3 separate regions of the Mus musculus genome follow, and all the other regions are linked to region 2. Evidence: chromatin contacts called from public Hi-C data. All regions are on one chromosome and are shown on one strand. The core of a region is the stretch at or near the end of the contact, and the rest is flanking DNA. Distances in the headings are between cores, read along the strand shown.

What was found. Hi-C and Micro-C count contacts between places; a contact is called where the count stands out from the background.
Region 1: a Hi-C map of bone marrow-derived macrophages shows a contact between it and region 2, with 44 read pairs. The contact joins the promoter of Tspan17 here to the enhancer-like site in region 2. A contact is called at or near these places in 13 of 39 promoter capture datasets (the 3T3-L1 cell line, 3T3-L1-derived adipocytes, the C10 cell line and 9 more), 9 of 15 datasets of contacts at CTCF or cohesin (CD8 T cells, the NIH/3T3 cell line, embryonic stem cells and 2 more), 68 of 484 Hi-C or Micro-C datasets (the 63-12 cell line, the AML12 cell line, the G1E-ER4 cell line and 30 more), 25 of 115 datasets of contacts at active chromatin or transcription factors (the HPC-7 cell line, the NIH/3T3 cell line, SST interneurons and 17 more) and 5 of 9 other capture datasets (adipose tissue, bone marrow-derived macrophages, liver and 2 more).
Region 3: a contact with region 2 is called in a Hi-C map of bone marrow-derived macrophages, with 19 read pairs. The contact joins two enhancer-like sites. A contact is called at or near these places in 4 of 15 datasets of contacts at CTCF or cohesin (the NIH/3T3 cell line and embryonic stem cells), 34 of 484 Hi-C or Micro-C datasets (the AML12 cell line, the MPC-11 cell line, the N1E-115 cell line and 16 more) and 8 of 115 datasets of contacts at active chromatin or transcription factors (the HPC-7 cell line, acute myeloid leukemia, bone marrow-derived dendritic cells and 4 more).

Annotation. Positions count from the first base shown.
Region 1 is chr13:54,787,868-54,790,760 of GRCm38.p6, forward strand. It overlaps Tspan17 (tetraspanin 17), which reads left to right and starts at 1,538. Exons shown (of 8, transcript NM_028841.3): 1 at 1,538-1,814. The coding sequence starts at 1,728. It overlaps Eif4e1b (eukaryotic translation initiation factor 4E family member 1B), which reads left to right. Exons shown (of 7, transcript NM_001033269.3): 7 at 1-592.
Region 2 is chr13:55,038,684-55,041,582 of GRCm38.p6, forward strand. Uimc1 (ubiquitin interaction motif containing 1) reads right to left here. Exons shown (of 15, transcript NM_011307.3): 11 at 1,862-1,940. Among named protein-coding and RNA genes, the nearest start is that of Hk3, 19 kb to the left of the region's middle. Within about 2 kb of position 1,553, at least 55 of the 459 cell types and tissues checked have an H3K27ac peak or open chromatin away from gene starts, as enhancers often do. A contact at or near this core is called in the HPC-7 cell line, acute myeloid leukemia, adipose tissue and 4 more, where this site is marked.
Region 3 is chr13:54,816,798-54,819,911 of GRCm38.p6, forward strand. No RefSeq gene overlaps it. Among named protein-coding and RNA genes, the nearest start is that of Tspan17, 29 kb to the left of the region's middle. Within about 2 kb of position 1,859, at least 24 of the 459 cell types and tissues checked have an H3K27ac peak or open chromatin away from gene starts, as enhancers often do. A contact at or near this core is called in bone marrow-derived macrophages, where this site is marked.

The DNA.
Region 1 (2,893 bases), core at 288-2,787, 250 kb before region 2:
ATTAAGGGTTAGGAGTTCAGTTCTCTGTGAGCTTAAAGGCTGATTATGGGGTTACCCTCATCAGATCTGTAGCTTGGGTACCCATCCTAACACCTGTTCCTTCCCTGGACCAGTTGTGATTGGGTTCTCCCTCCCTCCCTCTTTCCCTCCCTCCCTCTTTCCCTCCCTCCCTCTTTCCTTCCTTCTCTCCCTCCCTCTCTCCCTCCCTCTCTCCCTCCCTCCCTCCCTGTCTCCCTGCCTCCCTCCCTCCCTCCCTCCCTCTCTCCCTCCCTCCCTCTCTCCCTCCCTCCCTCTCTCCCTCCCTCCCTCTCTCCTCCCCCCCCCCTTCAAGTATGGACTAGGTTAGAGAGGAATTTGTGTAAAGACAGGTAGGACTGGGAACTGGGAATGCCCTGCACAGCCTTCCCATCTGAAGACAGTCCTATGGATTCTGTGTGTCTCCTCCTGCTGAAATGATGGATGGATAAACCTTCATGAGTGAAGAGATTACAGTGGTAGTTAGGCTTCACCGTGGTCTTGTTAGGAGGGATTCACTTGATGCTGATGATGCTTAAGGCCCTTTCTGTATCTAAATAAACACTTCTGGAACAAACTTGGAATCTAAATATTTAAGATCAGACGTACCTAAACCTGCATCTGCTCTGTCCTGTTTTGCATCAGAAGGACTCTGGTGAATCCCAGGTATCAAGGCAGTCAAGTAGGTATGGGACAGGGCGACCATAGGAATAGGCAAAACAGAACAGGCGTGGCATGGCACGCCAGCCTGTTTGTATTCAACTACACTGTGTGTGAATGCATGGCACTGTTCATTGGTCCCACTATTCCCAACCACTTATCCCTGGGGAGTGGACTCCTCTGGTTCTTGAATCTTAGACTGGAGATCCACTGTAATTATTCACACTTGGCTCACCAGCTTTGCCAGTTGGCTCATCTGGGGCCTCTGGAGGACTTGGGGAACTTGAGAGAAGCTAACTGGAGGACGGACTTAGAGAGGAGACGGGGACTCTTCAGAGGTGGGGGTTGCAAGGGGTTGAGTGTGACTGGGGTGTAGCCAAAGCCTGGCCCAGAGGCAGGGTCTTGGGGAGAAGTGAGACCTGTGGACCATAAAAAAAAAAAAAAGACGGATGTCTTGGGCGTGGCTCCAAGAAGGCCGACTGTGGCTCAGAACTGAGGCTGAGTAGGGCGGAGCTCCAGGAGGACTGAGGCCGGTTGGAGGCGGGGTTTGGGGCTCATCAGAGGCGGGACCCGGTTTAGAGGCGGAGCTCGAGAACAGAAGTTAGCTAGGGCAGAGCCTTGGGCGGGGCGTAGGCGGGACTGCGGGAGGACAGCGGCTAGGCATGGGCGGAGCCTGAGAGGATTAAGCCCGGCTGGGGGCGGAGTCGTGGTTATGGGCGGGGCCCGTGAGGACTGAACTTGACTGGGACGGGGTCGTGGGCGGGGCTCCAAGAAGACCGAGCCTTGCTGGGGCGGGGTGTGGACTGACACTGTGGGCGGGGCCGGAGCGCTGTTGGAGGGCGGGGTCGGATGAGGGCACCGCACTCCGGGTGTGGCTGTCCGAGCGCCGTGGGCGGTGCCACAGCGGGCGGGGCAGCCGGTGAGCTGTGTGGCTTTGACCATGAAGCCGCAGCCACCGGGCTAGGCCCGGGGCTGCTCCAGGCCTGGGCGGCCCGCAGAGGGCTGGGCCGGTCACCGGCTCGGGTTCCCGGGACGGCAGGTGGCCGCTCACCATGCCCGGCAAGCACCAGCAATTCCAGGACCCTGAGGTCGGCTGCTGCGGGAAATACTTCCTGTTTGGCTTCAACATTGTCTTCTGGGTGAGCGCGAGTCCGCTTCTCGCTCTGCGCTGAGGATAGGGGTTAGGGAGTCTCAGTTGCTGGTGAGGGAGATCCCGTCTCAGGAGCTTGCGACCAGGGACTGTCCCCCACCCCCTCCACCCCGATGCCCCGTCCCCAACTATTCTGGGGAGCTACTGGGATAGCTGGGGGGCGGGACCCAGTCCCAGCAGGAGGTGCTGGGAGTCTCTCTTTGCAGCCCCAAGTTTGGGCGAAAAAGGGGGCGGCGTTTGCCGGAAGACTGCAGGGGCGCGGTAGTTGCGGACCAGCCCCGCCCCGCCTCCCGGCCACTCCAGCTCCCAGCATGGTGCGGTGAGGTTCGCGAGGCTGGGTCCTAGCCCCGAGTCTACCCTACAGACGCTCAGAAGCTTGTGAGCCAGGAGGTTAGGAGAGAGGAAAGCCAAGGCCTCTGCCTCTGCAGGGAGAGGAGCTCCAGTTGAGAACAGGGAACTGTCCCTTGGGAACAGAATTCAGCATTCCATAGCTGACCAAACAAACAGAGGCTTCCTTCTGTGTGGCATCTGTGTCCTGGTCCTGCCAAGTCATCTTTCTCTTCTCCCTCCCCCATCCTATCGCCAAAGCCGGGCTGTGCTTGCTGTCCTTTATGCCAGGCCTTTCCCACTTGCATTCAGCAGGATTCAGCGGCTCTGTTCTCCACCCACGAGCCGTCGGGTTTGCCCTGTGGTGGGTGTCCTTGGATGTCAGCAGTCTTCTGTTCTGTAGGGTGTGGGCAGCTACAGGGAGCGCTGGCCTGGAAGTCAAAGGGCCTGAGTGTAGCAGGCCTTGTCCAGAGGCTTTTGGGCGAGCCTCTTTGCTCTCTGGGCTTTAGCTTTCCAGCCTTGGAGGAGCCAGTATTGGAGTTTATCCTTCTGGGTTGTTAGATTAAACGAGAGTTTTTTGTTGTTGAGACAGGGTCTCACTCTAGCCCATTCTGGCTTGCAATTTGCTGCAGTTTTCCTGTCTGAGTTTCTTGGGTGCTGGGATTACAGGTGTGAGCCATCACACCCAGCTTAGTAACACATGAATTCTGATGAGGCACATTCTCCCGACTGCCTTATTAT
Region 2 (2,899 bases), core at 303-2,802:
GAGGAGGGAAAGGGAAAAATTGTGTAATTATATTTTAATGAAAATAAAGGTTTCTTTTCCATTTTTTATTAGGTATTTAGCTCATTTACATTTCCAATGCTATACCAAAAGTCCCCCATACCCACCCACTCCCCCTTTTTGGCCCTGGCGTTTCCCCTGTACTGGGGCATATAAAGTTTGCGTGTCCAATGGGCCTCTCTTTGCAGTGATGGCCGACTAGGCCATCTTTTGATACATATGCAGCTAGAGACAAGAGTGAGGTGGAATCTCAGGGTTGTTTTGATTTGCATTTCCCTGATGATTAAGGATGTTGAACATTTTTTCAGGTGCTTCTCTGCCATTCGGTATTCCTCGGGTGAGAAATCTTTGTTCAGTTCTGAGCCCCATTTTTTAATGGCGTTATTTGATTTTATGGAGTCTACCTTCTTGAGTTCTTTATATATATTGGATATTAGTCCCCTGTCCGATTTGGGATAGGTAAAGATCCTTTCCCAATCTGTTGGTGGTCTTTTTGTCTTATTGACGATGTCTTTTGCCTTGCAGAAGCTTTATAATTTTATGAGGTCCCATTTATCGATTCTCGATCTTACAGCACAAGCCATTGCTGTTCTATTCAGGAATTTTTCCCCTGTACCCATATCTTCGAGGCTTTTCCCTACTTTCTCCTCTGTAAGTTTCAGTGTCTCTGGTTTTATGTGGAGTTCCTTAATCCACTTAGATTTGACCTTAGTACAAGGAGATAGTAATGGATCAATTCGCAATCTTCTACATGATAACAGCCAGTTGTGCCAGCACCATTTGTTGAAAATGCTGTCTTTTTTCCACTGGATGGTTTTAGCTCCCTTGTCAAAGATCAAGTGACCATAGGTGTGTGGGTTCATCTCTGGGTCTTCAATTCTGTTCCATTGGTCTACTTGTCTGTCGCTATACCAGTACCATGCAGTTTTGGCGAGGATGTGGAGAAAGAGGAACGCTCCTCCATTGTTGGTGGGATTGCAAGCTTGTACAACCACTCTGGAAATCATTCTGGCGGTTCCTCAGAAAATTGGACATAGTACTACCGGAAGATCCAGCAATACCTCTTCTGGGCATATATCCAGAAGATGCCCCAACCGGTAAGAAGGACACATGCTCCACTATGTTCATAGCAGCCTTATTTATAATAGCCAGAAGCTGGAAAGAACCCAGATGCCCCTCAACAGAGGAATGGATACAGAAAATGTGGTACATTTACACAATGGAGTACTACTCAGCTATTAAAAAGAATGAATTTATAAAATTCCTAGGCAAATGGATGGACCTGGAGGGCATCATCCTGAGTGAGGTAACCCAATCACAAAGGAACTCTCACAATATGTACTCACTGATAAGTGGAAAATAAAGTTTTAATGAAGAAAAAAAACCGCAAACAAAAATTTCTGCCTAACAACTCACTATTCTAATGTCCTGTGGAAACGGCTCTGTTTTCAGGAGGCCACATCTACACCTGACCTCTTCCTCAGAATGTGCTCTTAGTCAAGCTACAAGCCACATCCCAAGGAAGTCTTCTATATTGCTCAACATCCTGCAACTCAACTGCTATATTATGACATTGCAAAATGCTCACTGCTTCCCCAAAGCACCAAACACCCATTTATAAATTCAAAGAAAACAGAAGCCTTAGAACAATGCAGAAGCAGGATCATTTTTAACTGAAAAAACAGATGAGTGGTCTACACTGAAATTATAAGAAAAAGAAATTCAGGCTTTCAAACAATGATGGCAGGACGGACAACCAGAGAAATACAGGGGACAGGCACTAGTGGCTTCACCTGGTGCAGGTGCTGCTGTGTCAGATAAGGAACAGAGTGTGCCCGCCTACCTGTTGGCATCCAGAGCCGGCTGTGCAGCTGTCCGACCGTCACTCTTGTTCTTGGCCTCTCTTCGTCTCCGAGTCAACACTTCACCATTAAAAGAAAAAAATGTTAGCTGGCAATAGACTCAGGATATAGAAGACAAAATTTATTAAGAAGAAACAATTTTCCGGGCGTGGTGGCACACGCCTTTAATCCCAGCACTCGGGAGGCAGAGGCAGACGGATTTCTGAGTTCGAGGCCAGCCTGGTCTACAGAGTGAGTTCCAAGACACCAGGGCTACACAGAGAAACCCTGTCTTGAAAAACAAAAAAACAAAACAACAAAAAAATTTAAACCTATTCTGTGAGGAAGAAGTTCACTGACTGGGAAACCACAACCTTTCTAATATTGAAAATAATACAAGTGACCAAAACTGCCAGCCACAAGATGTTCCCTCTCTGTTGCTAATTCATGAGATATAAAAGTCTAGTTCACTCCAAGGAAGGTTTCTGTGTTCTACCTAAACATCAGTCAGTCAAGGAACATATACATCCTCTACCAAAATTCTGTCTGGTGTACCACAGATCCAATGAAGTACTGTAGGAAACGCAGTGATGGTAGCTACAGGTGAGTCCTACATAAGCCCCAGGCCTTACAAACTTCTCAGTGCTGCACTTCCTAAGTGAGGAAGAGTAGGACAGCAAGCACAGCTGGCCCGTCTACTCCACTAGGACCACCTCCCACTTCTACTGCGGGCATACAGGCGATAGAAGTATCTGTCTCGCATCAAAGATATCTGCTTATGGAATCATAATCCCTCTTAATGATCTTATAGGTTATTTAATCAAGTGTTTTCTAGTCTTTGGCAAACAAAAAGTAAACATTTCTCTTCAAAGTATGCCTTCCTTACACTTAACACACCACAGAGAATATTTAGAAAGTTACTGGAGTATGAAACAACCTATCCTGTGCATTACTTGAATCTTTAGTGTGCACAATCTGGGTTACACCAGCTATTGAATAAATAAATATCTATTAGGTTGCAGTTAAGTATTTGGCACACA
Region 3 (3,114 bases), core at 609-3,108, 220 kb before region 2:
CTAACTCTCCCAAGACATCTAGAAGTTTCTGTGGCTTGTAGTCAGCTACCCTGCATCTCTCTCCCTTGTGGATTGAAGTCCTTAGTGTCAGCTTGTCCTGTGGAGAGTCCCTTCAACTTCAGGCTCTTGACTCTTTCTTGGCCTCAGAAGACTCCATGAAGGAATTGGGAGCCTGATGCTTGTGCTCAGAAAGAGCCCCGAATGGGAGGGTGGGGAGGGGGAGCAAGAGTAAGTATGTGAACTTGGATGTGTCATTAGTTCTTAGGGCCTCACTTATTCATCTGTAAAATGGGAATCTCCACTGTTTCACTGTTTCAATGACCTGGCCACATATGTGGGCCAGGCATTGACACCAGTACTGGAGAGAAGAGGGATTTATTGCAAAGGAGAGAAAGACAATGAGTGTCCCAGTTCAGCAGGTGACACAGAAGTCCCAGTGCCTTGGGGGGGGGTAGCTTGGGTATAGTCCATACCTTGGTCAGTCTCTGACCAAAAACTTAGCCACCTTAGTGAAGCAGAGTACCTGGAAAAAAAGTGTGAAAGTTGGGTCAGAATGGTATGTGCGTGTGCGTGCGTGTGTGTGTGTGTGTGTGCATGCGTGTGCGTGCGTGTGCGAGTGCATGCATGCACATGTTGTGTATCCAGGCCTTTAGACTGATTGTAAGTTGAAACTATTGTTAATTGGAAAACGCTCTAAACCACCCTGCCCTCCAGCCCCACAGAGCATCATGGCTTACTCGCCTAGTCTGCTGTCCTGAGAAGTGTTCATTAGCATCGTTGGGCAAATCATTAACACAAGCCTATTTAAAATAAAGTGTTGAACATCACAGGTAATTTATTGAACATAACGCTGAAAGTGAGAAACAGGACGGTTGTCTGGATAGGCACTTCCAACACTGTAAAACTGAAAAATTCTAGCCTAAACCGTTGAAATAAAGGACCATCTGCCATGACAGGCCTCTCTTTAGAGGGCTGCCACCAAGATGAGAAATTCTGCTAAGAACCAAAGAACCAAGAGGGGCCAGCTTGGCTCCCCCCCCAGGTTATTACCCTCAGGGTGGACTCCAGGACTGACAGCAGCCAGCATGGCCTTGATGGGAAAAGGTGAAGGCCACTCATTTCCTGACAAGGTGAGGGGGAGTGAATGGAAGACAAAAGCCATTAGTGTCCCCCAGTGGTTGAGAGTTGGGTTGACCTCAGTCAAGCTCAAAGCAGGCACCTGAGATACAGGGGAAGCCACACTGTAGACTCTAAGGCCTAACCATTGGAAGGCCTGTTTACGTCAGGCTCAGAGCGGGTGGTCCCACTCCCACTGGAACCCACTGAAGGTAGCTTGGCACCAGCTCTTCCTCTGGTCCTGTGTCTGTGGGTAGGAGGGCCTGTTCTCAAAATGTACGTGGAATGAATGAACGAGACTGCATAAGCACCCAGTGTGGCACCAGCCTGCAGGGAATTTGGAGCGGAATAGCCCACACATAAGCCCTATCCATCTACGGATGGGGCTTGTGACACTGCCCAGGTTGGAGGACAGGGCTACACCAGCAGATAGCCAGAGGCTTTCTGTGGAGGTCACTGGGAAGGGGGCTGGGACCTCAAGTGACAGGCTGTGGCAGAGAGAAGGGTATTCTGCAGTGACCCTGGCTTTTGATTCCACCCTGTGGATCTCGGAGGGTATGGGGGTTGAGCAAATAGGTGTATAACGGTCCAGTGCTGTCCGGTTAGAGCAGGGAAGGGAGGGGAAGTGAGAGGAGGGGGATTCCTTGGTTGGGGGAGGGGGAGACTAGAGGAGCCAGAGGAGCCGAATGCTGGCCTCTGCGGAGGACACCCCAAGGTTACCTTGGTCTGTAGCCACAGAGCTGCTAGCGGTGGTGACAACAGAGAGCGGCAGCCTCTCGGAGTTTTATTATCATTCAAATGAGGATGTGGAGAGGTATTTCATTTGATTGGTAGAATAATAGGAGCCATTTATCTACCTCCCCTCAACCTTTCATATCTGTTTCACTATTTTATGGGATCACATACATCATAGTAAAGGCAAAAATGTATTTTTTTCCCTTGACTTGGGGGCTGAGGAGGGGTGAGGCCGGGATGGGAAGGAGGCGCTTGGCAGTGGCTGGCAGGAGCTGAAGGAAATGAAATCGAAAGAGACTATTACTGCTGACAGACAGCTACATCTGAGAGGGAATAAGGAACTCCCCGTGCTGCAAGCTTGAGGAGTTTTAAATGGAAGACCTAACAGCCTTCAGCCCCGGGTCCATGGAGGGGTAGAGGACGGTGTGTGTGTGTGTGTGTGTGTGTGTGTGTATGGCAGGGGACGAGGAGGGCAGGGCAGGGCAGCCTGGAGGGTCCTTGTGAGGGACAGCGCAGCACTGGAATCCTTTTGTTTGGCATGTTGTTCTCCCTTTGAAAAAGTTCGAGAGGCTGGAGAGATGGCTTGGTGGTTAAGAGCACTGACTGCTCTTCCAGAGGTCCTGAGTTCAAATCCCAGCAGCTGCATGGTGGCTCCCAACCATCTGTAATGGGATCCAATGCCCTCTTCTAGTGTGTTTGAAGATATATATATATATACACACATACATACATACATATACACACACACATATATACACACACATATGCACACACATACATGCACACACATACACAAACATGTACACACATACTCATGCACACACATACACACATATATGTACATATAAAAGGAAAGGTTAGAACACTACAGGCGAAACTCCTGGTGTCCATTTGCCCTAGTCCTGGCCCCTCTGGCCCAACCCAGGGGCAACAACCTACTCCTCTTGCTTTATAATTACACAGAGACTTTTAAAATGTCAGTTCTGTTTTTGTGGGTATTCCCCCGTTTCTAAAGAGGAAAGACCCGTTCTGGGTCATTCAACCTACTTTCACTCAACATGTTTCCAAGTTCTGTGTAGGCACAGTTGGTTCTAGGCTGTTCCCAGAACTGTCACTCAGGGTTCCTGTCCCCTCAATGCACCGATTGGTAGTTTCCAATTCTCCACAACTACAAATGTGATTCAAGGAACACCCCTTTCCCTCTTTTCAGGTACAAGAACAGGGTTTTCTCCAGAGCAGATGAGTAGAGGAGTTGCTGATGCT